Linked DNA regions of Mus musculus: all the other regions are linked to region 2. The links are chromatin contacts, called in public Hi-C and HiChIP or PLAC-seq maps. All regions are on one chromosome and are shown on one strand. Each heading gives the region's core, a stretch centred on a gene start, on an enhancer-like site or on the middle of the called end of the contact. The rest is flanking DNA. Distances are from core to core; before and after follow the strand shown.

Region 1 (3,434 bases), core at 27-2,526, 110 kb before region 2:
AGAGAAATCAAATGTTTGAGCTCATTTTCAGCTATATAGGAAGTTCCACCCCAACCTGGAATACATGAGCCAGGAGAGACAGCTCAGACCTTAAAAGTGCATGCTCCTCTCTCAGAGGACTTGAGTGAGGTTCCTGGCACCCATATTGGGCAGCTCACAGCCACCTATAACTTGAGCTCCTAGGAATCTAATACACTCTTCTGGCCTCTGAGGGTACCACTACACTCAAGAAACACACACACACACACACACACACTCAAAAATAATCTTAAAAAAAAAAAGAAAAAGAATTCTATTTGGTTTCAAGTAATAGAGACCAACACTGTTAAAGTGGGCACACACACCAGGGTTGGTATTCCTCATATGAAGAAACTAAAGGGTGGGGAGGCCAGCTAGAGATGTCATCTGCCGCAGCATCAAACTCCCAGACTCCCTTGCCTGCTGTGCAGCCATTACCTTCAACATTTCCTTCAAAGGAAAGTTGGAGACAAAAAAATCTTTAAGAACACATCACCATAGTGGCATATATAGTTTGTGTCTGAATCTATGTCTATATAATTGTTTCTCTGAACTTTCTGAAAATATTTTCATGAAAAGTTGTGTCTGTGTTGCATGTGTTTTACTTGCCAAATATTTAATAAAAGGCAGGTATACTTCCTATTTGGCTTGATTTAAAAAAAACACACTGCATATTTTCCATGGTTGCATTTGTTTCTCTCTGTTTACTGTCTCTTCTGTCTGCTTGTGCAGGTTTTATACAGACCTAGCGTTTTAGCCCTGGTTACTCTTCTTAAAGCCTCCTCCCCCATTCTCTCAGTAAATGACGACATCATTTCCCTGTTGTTTAGATAAAATCGAAACTCAAGGGCTATCTGAAGCCTCCATCTTTCACCCCTATCCAGCAAGTCCCCCTCCCCCTCTGGAGTCCTCCTAATTTACACCTTGAGCCTTGAGTCTGATCAGATTCCACTTCCTGTCCCTGCTCCTCTAGTCTGGTATGGCATCATCTCCAAGGAAGACAGCTTTGAGAGTCATCAGCCCAGACCCCTGCCTCCACATTGCCTAGCCCCACTGCTGGCTTGCTACACAGCAGCCAGGATAGTCCTCACAAGGGGTTTCCCTGCTCACCACTGTCCAGTGCCTTCCAAGAAGAATCTAGAATAAACTCCAAGCCCCTCCCTGTGACCTACAATTTCTGTACAACTCCTGACCTTTTTAAAAACTGCTGTCTCATGTTCCCCAGAATTCCCCTTGTTGACAAGGTTCCAACTGCAGCCCAGGGCTTCCGTCTCCTAGCTCTCTCTGACCAATGCGGCATTAGAGCTCTGATCTCACTTCTGTTGTCTGTCATAAGCCACTTTTCGTGCCACCTCCTCTGTGAGGCTGACACCCATCAGCCTAGTCACAGGAGTGTTACATCTCCTGCTTACTATTTTTAGTCAACCATCAGCACTGTCAACCCCACAGCACCGTTGATGATCAGATATGATAAGTTTGTCTATTTCCTCTCCTGCTTCCTGCTTGCCCTTGAGAGACATTCCTCCCCGCATATCCAGAGCTTGGTAACATGTATGATTAAATGCTCTATAAATATTTGCAAGCAATTATTTTCTTATTAGGACTGAATTTAACTCATAAATTAGTGAGGCATGGTTTCTATTCAGTTATTTTTGTGAACAGCTATAAAGTTGTGATATTTTCTTCATACAGATTCTCTGCATGTGTTAGTGAGAAAATGTCTAGATGATTTACAGTTATTATCGCTACTTTGAATGAGCATCTTTCTCTGTTATCATTGGCTAAGACGAAAGCTACTTTCTATACTGATGGGTGTGGCTGGCTGCAATGCAAGCCTGTCACCCAATCTCTAGGTTTTCTAAATGGATATGACGTCTGTAATTTTTTTTATAGTCCACTTGATACAGGACTTTTTGGTGAGTCCCTTACACTTTTGGGCTCAGTGGGTATTATTACATTTGATGGAAATAGTATATTAGTGGCATTTTAATATTAAATATTGTTTATATGGGCCTGGAGGGAGAGCTCAGCAGATAAAGCAAGCACTACGTTTTCAGGTTTGGTTCTCAGCCAAACCATCTGTAACTCCAGCTGCAGGGATCAGATAGCTCTGTCTTCTGCATTCATGGGCACATGCCCTCACAAAGTCATGGGCACGTACATGGGCATGTGCACGCATGCACACGTGCGCGCGCACACACACACACACACACCATTAAAAGTAAAATAAATCTTTAGAATTTGTGTTTGTTTGATGCTCTGGCTTACAGCTGGCAGATGAATCTTTTTCCTCTCCTTTGTGAAAATCACATCTGATGTTTGAGTAGGCTGTGTTGGAGTCGGCACCTAGTCACTAGGTATCCAGAGGGTAGGATTCTAGAGACCATTTGTAGGTGAGCAAGAAAGCAGTCATTGGTAAGAATATGAGGACGTGCAATGAGCTAACAGTCCAAGGAGGCTGAGGAGACTCGTGGCTGGGCCACCATTCTGATTTCTGCAAATAATCCAGGGAGCAGAGGACACCCTCCACCCAGAGTTGAGAGTCCAGCAGGAACAGCAGGTGTCGAGACCCCCTCAGGGTCCTTTTTGTTCAAATCCCCAAGGAGGCACTACTTCACAGGAGAAGTGTTCTCCTGGTCAGGAGAGCTGTGGGCTCCAAGAAGCTGACACAAAGGTCCAAATAATCACAGAAGTGTTGAATTTCTCTGTGCCTTTCCTCTGCAAAATTTGCTGGCCTTAAACTTAGCATTGAAACAGCCTCCAGAAAAGCTCTCCTCAGCCCGAGACTGAGTCACGGATCCTCCATGAGACTTTCTTAGGCACGGTGAACACCATCCTTCTAGGTCCTGGCTCATGGCAATTAATAAATATTTGTCTAATTTCTGACACAAAGGTATTTTCTGAACACATAGTGATTTCTGTCAACCCTTGGAACTAAAAAGATAAAAATGTCAACAATAGAATAGAGAGACAGTCCTATGATACAAACTTTTCATGAACTTTAGATCTTCCTTCTAAATGTTTGCCCTTTCAACCAGGTGGGCTGTGATGTAATCTCAATCTACTGGAGCTGGAGGAAGGAGGACCCTGAATTCAAGGTCATGGTTGACTACATAGTGAATTTGAGACTATGTAAGACTCTATTCCAACAAAATAAACAAGGCTGTTTAAACTTTATAGTGGGTTTAATGTAAACATTTTTTATAATAAGCTTGATTATGTGTTTTACTGAGAAATAAAAGTTTTGACATACAGATAAAGCATGGAAAAGCCAGAGTGAGCAGTAGTGAGAGAGCTCTAGACGACAGGTACATTCTGATACTGAGCCTAACTGTTGCACCCTTTAATCCCAGCACTTGGGAAGCAGAGGCGTACAGATCTCTGTGAGTTCAAGGCCAGCAGTCGTGAGTTCCAGG
Region 2 (3,810 bases), core at 500-2,999:
ATTATAGTAATCATGCTTGCTTAGTTTTGGGGAAACGAATCGCATACCTAGGTGTAGCTTCACTAATCCTAGCATTTGGAGTCCAGGCAGAGGACCTTTGGGCTGGGACTTTTACTACTAGTGACTTCAAGAGAGGTCAGACTTCTGGAATCCTTATCAGTTTATCTACAAACTGTTTGTTGGAGGAGACAAAATTGTATGGACAAAAGTACTAATATACCTCAAATCTGCTAAGTTATTACAGTAAGAAATAATTACAATTGTCCTAACAATACCTAGACATTCTCTCTAGCTACAGTTCTTAGAGGAGTTTTCTTTTATTATCTGATTTTGGAACCTCTTGAATGTTGAATGAAATGACCCATTTTCATATTTTCTCGATCAGGTGGACAATATCGAAAACTATGGCCATAATCATAATTAAAGACATATCCTAGTTTTCAAAAATATACTCTTAACAGTTGCTTATATTCCTTTCCCATCATTCCTACTTATGTTTATATTGTTGGGGTCATATTATTTAAATACTTAAGCATGTTTCTTCTGTTGTTGTTGTTAGGGAAGTCCAGGTTTTTGTAGAAACTTTAGCAGTTACGGAGAATAGACAAAAATCTGGACAAAATGTAAATTGTTTAAAGTTACTTTAGTTGCCAACTGTGAACATTTTGTTATATTTTATTGCAGTAATTATATTTTATATCTTAAGACGGAACTGGGATCAAAAGAAGGCAGAAGTGTTTGGGGGAACACTGGCTGGGAGACTATCAGGATGCCTGACCGTCAGTCCGGTGGGTCAGCACCGTCCTTCGTGGACAGAGGTAGAGAGAAAGAGAAGTTCCTTTTAAAGATTACTTGCTTCATATTCTAGGCGACCAGTCCTTGCCCCAACTTCAAGTTATCCTGCTGAGGTCCACCTTTGCCTACTCAAACTCCTGCCCTCATCTTCGGCAAGGACTGAAGGTGGTTGTCACTTTCAAGGCTCCAGAGGATTTCTAACTTGAACCATAGGCAGAGTAGCTCGCTGAGGGACACTCCAAGCATGTTCCTTATGGATGAGTGGCCACCAGCACAGTCCCAGTCTTCAGAGGCCGGCCCTTCCTGGTCCTCCGGCGTTTGCCATTACACGTCAAGCCTCCGGTTCTGAGATCCCCGGTTCTGCCTTCAGAGAGACATAGCTCTTGCGGTCCGAGTCCAAGTCCTGCCTCTTGGGAGATCCCGGCGGGTCTCTGTGGCAGCTGCCTCGGGTGGCCAAAGTAATCACTCACTTTCGATTTTTGAGACAGGAGAAATGTGTCCCATCTCGCTAGCCCTACGAAAAGTCTGGCGTGGACCGTACCATTGTGTAGCGTGCCGGAGGGGGGGAGGGCTCAGGTACAGCTCCCGGCTCCCCAGCGAGCAGCCGTGCCGCCCAAGAAACCGACGTTCAGTGACCTCACGTCACTATCACATTGTCCCTGGGAGCCGGCCTCCAAGGCAGAATCGACAATCGGCTAGAGCTGGGCGGCTGGATTTGCCGCTCACCCCCCGCGGCTCTCCCCCGACCCGCCTGCTGCCCACGTGCGTCCGCCCCGGCGAGCTCCTTCGGGCCCCCAGCCGGGTGACAGTGTTACGCATCTGGAAGCGCCACTCCCGGGGCGGGGCGGGGCGGGGCGAGCGTGTGCGGGGAGGGGAGGGGCGAGCGCGAGCGGAGCCGGGAGCAGCCGAGCGGAGTCGAGCCGAGCCGAGCCGAGCCGAGCTGAGAGGTGCTGGGGAGAGGCAGGCAGAGCCTGCCGGCGGCTCCGCACCCATCGTGCTGCGTTTCCCAGCTCGGTGTCCCCCTGCCTTTGCCCAGGCACCGGCAAAACTTTTATTGTTTCGGGGACCCCCCCTGGATGTGTGACGAAATCGCAACGCTCCGCTGTCTCGTCCCCCAAGCTCGCCTGCAGCGGCGATCGAGGGAACGTGCAACCCTCGCCGCCGGGCTCTTGCGCCCTGCGCTTCCTCACCTGCCGATCGCTCCCGGGAACCGCGAGGGGGGACCCCTAAAGGGACCGCGCGGGCATCGGCACCCCGAAATCCTCTTCACCGTTGCGGACCGGCTCGGCGCAACTTTAACTTGATTCCTGTCGCCCACCCGGGGCACCCGCGGCGGCCGCCGCCGCCGCCGTCGCTGCGGTCTCACAAAGAGCGCGGGGAGGGAAGGCGGCGCAGGCGGCAGGCACGGGCCTTCGGGCTGCCCAGACAAAAGGGAAACTGCCATCGTTCTGGACGACTGTTCCGAGCGGCCGTGGGTTCGTTCACCCTGTCGGCCCGGGCTGCCTCTCCGCCTTGGTCCCCGCGGGCAGTGCCCGCAGTACTCGGACCCCGCGAGTTGCGGGGCACGCGTCGCTGCTGCTGGTCCGGGCTCTAGGGATAATAAATGATAGAGGATACAATGACTTTGCTGTCTCTGCTGGGTCGCATCATGCGCTACTTCTTACTGAGACCCGAGACGCTTTTCCTGCTGTGCATCAGCTTGGCTCTCTGGAGTTACTTCTTCCACACGGACGAAGTGAAGACCATCGTTAAGTCTAGCCGGGACGCGGTGAAGATGGTGAAGGGCAAGGTGGCCGAGATTATGCAGAACGATCGTCTTGGAGGACTTGATGTGCTGGAGGCCGAGTTTTCCAAGACCTGGGAATTCAAGAGCCATAATGTGGCGGTGTACTCCATCCAGGGCCGGAGAGACCACATGGAAGATCGCTTCGAAGTTCTCACCGATCTAGCCAACAAGACGCACCCGTCCATCTTCGGAATCTTTGATGGGCACGGCGGCGAGGTAGGAGTTCTCTGGGTCTATGTGTGTGTAAATAACCGGGCGTCTCGTGCTTGGCGGGGTCGGATCGGGGTGAGAGGGGCGTGGTAATGACCTGGTGATGACAAGGTGAGTCAAGTTCCCAAGACCCTGCCAAGGAGATCTTGGGTATGAGAGCGTTCACTTTAGCTGAGAGACACGAGAGACACTGGATATTCCGTGCCATTTTAATATAAAGTTCCCAAGGTCAGAAGCCAGTTAATAACTGCTAGTTTTCTGGGAAGAATGAATAGTATATGCAGTGAACTTTGTCACCAGGCCTCAGTGTCCCGGTTCTAGAGTTTGAGGCAGTTAAGGAACGTCGTGTCTTTCGTGTACCCCTAAAAGAAGAAGCCTGCACCAGTTGGATAGACTGGGTGAAGGTGAAGGAAGCTCCGACTTCTATTCGCTTCGCGCTAGGGAAGGACTCCCAGCTGCAACGCTTCGCTTCTTCCCAACTCTGCCAACTTTGCTAGAGCCATAGGACGTGGGACAGGGTGCCTCGCTGGTGGTGGGTTTTGGCTGCCTGGCCTTTGCAGAGGTGGCAGTGCGCTCAGAGCCGGCGTTAGGCACACCTGACCTCTATGCAGTGGCCAGCTTGGGGATGCTGATGTCCTCTTCTTTCTATAAGCCTTTGCTTGGGGTTGATCTGGGAGCAGGAAATAGACTAAAGCCTGCTATAGGTCTTTCTGGCATATTTCTGTGACATTGGACACTCTGGGCGTGTGGAGTCTCAGGTTTCCTGGAGGTCCTGCCCTTGGCCCTGTGCCCAGACGTAGGGCGTGTTAAAATGTGGCTCCGTAGCAAGTTCTGACATCTGCCTCAGCTGGACACTTGTAACTTACATTGCTTCAGGCTTCCCCACCTCTTTCTTGGCGGCATTCCTTTCCCGGGTTGGTTGTCCTGTCTTCCTCTTCCCCTTTCCTTGCATTCTTATCCGTCTTCCTCCTCCCGGTGGGCCCCAGGGCACCGTTGCTTGTTTTTGGTCTGAGGAAGCT
Region 3 (3,618 bases), core at 1,094-3,593, 120 kb after region 2:
AAACTGTACTGTTCCCAAATATGTCTTCCAACTACTTCATATTCCTGAGGAAATAATGTCTTGTGGATTTATTTATTTATTTTCCTAAGCACAGAATCTGCACTTAAATTCGTGTTATTTAAATTTTCTATCAAATGCCCCTTTGAGCAGTATAAAAACCTCTCCTAAACAGTTTCCGTTTTTAACTGAAAGCAACTCCCAAGGAGCCAGTATCAACTCTTGAGTCAGTCAGATTGACTTTGAGCATTTTGAGTATGGCGAAGTCAACACTCTCTTTTCTTCCTCTTGCCTGTTCCTACCCCCTACCCCCACCCCAGCCCATCTGCTTCAGTCCGTGTCCAGAGATCCCTTTCTCTGTCTTCTTAGTCATATTCAACATCCTTTCAAATCCATTGACAGTAGGGTATGGGTGTAGTAAAATTCAGTGTCCCTTCACAGTAGGATACCATGCCTTTGGCTTACTTCATGGTAATTGTTGAATTGTTGAACACTTGATTGCATCTGTTTCTTAATGAAGAGGGCAGCTTAGTGTTCCTCCAACTATTCAGAAGCTTTTAAAAATAGGCTTCTCTGAGGTAATGTTTTCTCTCTTAAAATATGACTGCATACTCATTAACTAGGTATTAACGAATACTGTGCTTTTATGCTGCAAATTATAGGAATCAGACAACAAAGGTTTTATTTTTAATATGAAGAAACGTGATAAGTGATATCTGTTACTTTTGTTGTATTTTACTTCTAATAAGGCTCTGACTCCAAGAGATGGTACTGGACTTTTGGGTTTTGTTATTGTTGTTTTCTTCCTTTCTTCCCCCTCTCGTTCTCTCTCATTTCCAAGTATGGTCATCCACAGACATTCGTCCAGAACTATAGCAGTAGAATCTGAACATGCCTCTCTGGGAAGGAACGTGGTTCTATCTGCTGTAGATAAAAGTGTGTAAAGAGCCCACGTCATTGCTGTCCCCAGCTTACTTTGATGCACGCTCGAAGGTTACTTTAAATAACTACAATTAGTTTAAAAATGACAACGGGGGTGGGGGTGGGAGTTCATTTTGTCCTGCAAGAGTCTGTCATGTTCTTGTCTGTTTCATTCATCAAAACTTTGTGATCTTTAGCCTTCAGATTTATACTATGTCCTCAGCAGGGTTCAGGGATGGAGGGAAAGGAGGGGAAATGTTCAAACAGAAACTAAATATAGGGATCCTATATTAATCATGGTGTGAAGCACATTCTACTTTTTTGTGACTTCCTCATTGAATGTCAGACGCCGTGTGGGTTGCTGCACTTAATCACCGTGCGCTGGCACAGAGTAGGCTGCTGCCAGCTGTAATCCTAGTAATGGTAGATCTTAGAGCATTTGGCTTGGCAATTTATTTAAATGCATGCTTAAGACTTTAGGTTTACTTTATTGAATTATAATTTACATACAATAAAGGGCAAGCATTTGACAAGTTACGTGAGTTTTGGTATATACATTTATGCACTGCCATAAGCAAGCTACCAAAAGGGATAGAAGAGGATTGACGGGGAAAGAAATGCTGGCAATAAACGCGGGTTTGTTTTTTTCATGGCTTTGAAGTCAGTTACTGTATGTGTTGTACTGTGAAATGCTACTGTTAAAGCTCCTTGCTACAAGATACTCTCCTAGTGAATTATGTGAAATTCATGAAGGATAGTTGTATTTCATGATATGTAACAAGAAATGTTAATGTCCTATGTCTTTTAAAATATGAAACATATACACTCAGAACTCCATGCACCACAGTATAGGGTTGTGCTAAATGATCTCACGTGTCCTGAATAAAGCTGCCAGTATCCATCTAACTTTTTCAAGTTTCCTTTCCTTTCCCATTAAAAAACCTTTGTTTGAGACCGGCTTTTATGTATCCCAAGCCGGACTTGAACTCACTCTACAGACAAGGATGGCCAGGAATTATGATCTTCTTGCTTCCAACCCCTGAGTGCTAAGAGTACTGATGTCTGCCACCCTGGCTAGCTATTAACATGGTGGGGATTGAACCCAGAGTTCTGTACATATTAGGCAAACACTCTGTCAACTGAGTTACATCTCCACTCTCATAAGTTTTAAAAGATAAAAATAATGGCCCCCAAATTCAGTTACTTGTGGTGTTGCTATTGCTGTTGTTCCCCCAGAGTATGATTGGAGGAATGGTGGCCCATCAGGAGAACATCACTTTAATGTTTCCCACCTCCAACTGGCAGTGTGCTGTGTTCCTGTTTTGCTAAAGGAACTGCTAACTTGCTGTCTAAGGAAGGGTTCAGGGATATAGAGGATAAGGGGAGGAACTAGCCTGAGCCTAGAGTTACTCAGAGCTGGCGTGAGTCCCCACGTTGCCACTTGCTATCATTTGACAAGTTGTTCCACTTTCTAAAGCCTCAATTTATTCATCTAAATAGAGGGATGACACAATTCCGATCCATCAAGAATTTACCATCCAAATGCGGGATGAAATTGGAAGAAAATGACTGTTGTCTAAAGAGAAATTCAAAGTGATGGGGCGTTTTAAAAAAGAGAGGGAGAAACCAGGCAGTTGCAGACAATTAAAGGGCTTCATAGCAAAGCTATGTTCAGTAGTGGGGAGCTCTGTATGATTAATTAGACTTTACAATTGAAACCTTCTCAGTGGGCTACAGCTTTAAGTAGAACAAGCAGTAGATGCCACACTTGCTGACCTGACAGCATAACGCAGTGGTCTACAAATGTAGTGGGCAGAAACTCATGGCTCTCCTGGGACCTGGGGTGCAGGGATTTGTAGCTGCTGAAACCTACTACAAAGGACAGAGGATTGGAAAGCAATGACACTGAAGAAATGACAAGGGGCCTCATTTCTCCATAGACAGTAGAGATTAGCCAGATGTTTGAGCTCTGCCCCTGTGGTTCGAGGAACCCCGCGGAGCTGATGATGCTAACGTTGTTCATAGTGACTCTTCAGTGACTAATGCGCTTACTAACCACTGTGAAGCCACTTCCTAGTAAACAGGGGTTGAGTAGGTGAGCTTTAGCTGAATGGTCTCTAAAAGCTGATCACTGCAGCAGAGCACTAGTGCCAGGGATTTAATCCAGCCCAGAGCCTCCATACCATGGAACAGGGCCATTTTCATGCTGTTTTAGGGTTTCCTGAAGTACTAGGGAAAGAAAGTGTGACAGATAAGATCTTGTATACCATTAAACCAAGTGACAACCCGGTATCGTTATTAAAAACTTTCCAGAAGTTTATTGAGCTAAGAAGTAGTGTTAAGTCTCAGAGAAGCAATTCAGTGTGTGGTAGTTCTGATTTCTGGACCTCAGCTTCCAGAGCATGACTTGACACCTCCCAAAAAGACACTCTCTTTCCATGAGCAAGGTACTGGTGGTCTGTTCCTCTCAGTCACCTTTACCTTATCCTTTTGAATCAACCTGTAGATGGGTGGGGATGGCAGGTCTGGGGGAGGATAGGAGTAGTGTAGGCCCCTTGGCAATTCTGGTGGGCTTCAGGATGCCCAGAAACCCTTCTCAGCCCTTCTCCAGCCTCTTCTTTCCTGTCCCACCTCCTTTACCGGCCTGACCTAAGGTATTAGAAATCCTTCTTTATCACTTGTATGAACAGTTAATTAAGG

The links. Hi-C and Micro-C count contacts between places; a contact is called where the count stands out from the background. HiChIP or PLAC-seq counts read pairs in DNA pulled down with a chosen protein or histone mark.
Region 1: a Hi-C map of Th1 cells shows a contact between it and region 2, with 2.9 times the contacts expected there. The contact joins the enhancer-like site here to the promoter of Ppm1l in region 2. A contact is called at or near these places in 2 of 39 promoter capture datasets (macrophages and neutrophils), 5 of 484 Hi-C or Micro-C datasets (CD4 T cells, the HL-1 cell line, Th1 cells and 2 more), 4 of 115 datasets of contacts at active chromatin or transcription factors (effector CD8 T cells, embryonic stem cells, memory CD8 T cells and 1 more) and 2 of 9 other capture datasets (adipose tissue and liver).
Region 3: an HNF4G HiChIP or PLAC-seq map of pancreatic cancer cells shows a contact between it and region 2. The contact joins the enhancer-like site here to the promoter of Ppm1l in region 2. A contact is called at or near these places in 5 of 39 promoter capture datasets (the 3T3-L1 cell line, the HPC-7 cell line, HPC-7-derived erythroid cells and 3 more), 1 of 15 datasets of contacts at CTCF or cohesin (the NIH/3T3 cell line), 4 of 484 Hi-C or Micro-C datasets (the C2C12 cell line, cerebral cortex, cortical neurons and 1 more), 16 of 115 datasets of contacts at active chromatin or transcription factors (the NIH/3T3 cell line, bone marrow-derived macrophages, craniofacial prominence and 11 more) and 2 of 9 other capture datasets (adipose tissue and pancreatic islet).

Annotation. Positions count from the first base shown.
Region 1 is chr3:69,204,570-69,208,003 of GRCm38.p6, forward strand. No RefSeq gene overlaps it. Among named protein-coding and RNA genes, the nearest start is that of Arl14, 16 kb to the right of the region's middle. Within about 2 kb of position 1,277, at least 126 of the 459 cell types and tissues checked have an H3K27ac peak or open chromatin away from gene starts, as enhancers often do. A contact at or near this core is called in the HL-1 cell line, Th1 cells, adipose tissue and 6 more, where this site is marked.
Region 2 is chr3:69,315,169-69,318,978 of GRCm38.p6, forward strand. It overlaps Ppm1l (protein phosphatase 1 (formerly 2C)-like), which reads left to right and starts at 1,750. Exons shown (of 4, transcript NM_178726.3): 1 at 1,750-2,797. The coding sequence starts at 2,399.
Region 3 is chr3:69,438,043-69,441,660 of GRCm38.p6, forward strand. The region is part of intron 1 of Ppm1l (protein phosphatase 1 (formerly 2C)-like); the gene reads left to right. Among named protein-coding and RNA genes, the nearest start is that of Gm52607, 22 kb to the right of the region's middle. Within about 2 kb of position 2,344, at least 62 of the 459 cell types and tissues checked have an H3K27ac peak or open chromatin away from gene starts, as enhancers often do. A contact at or near this core is called in the C2C12 cell line, the HPC-7 cell line, the NIH/3T3 cell line and 3 more, where this site is marked.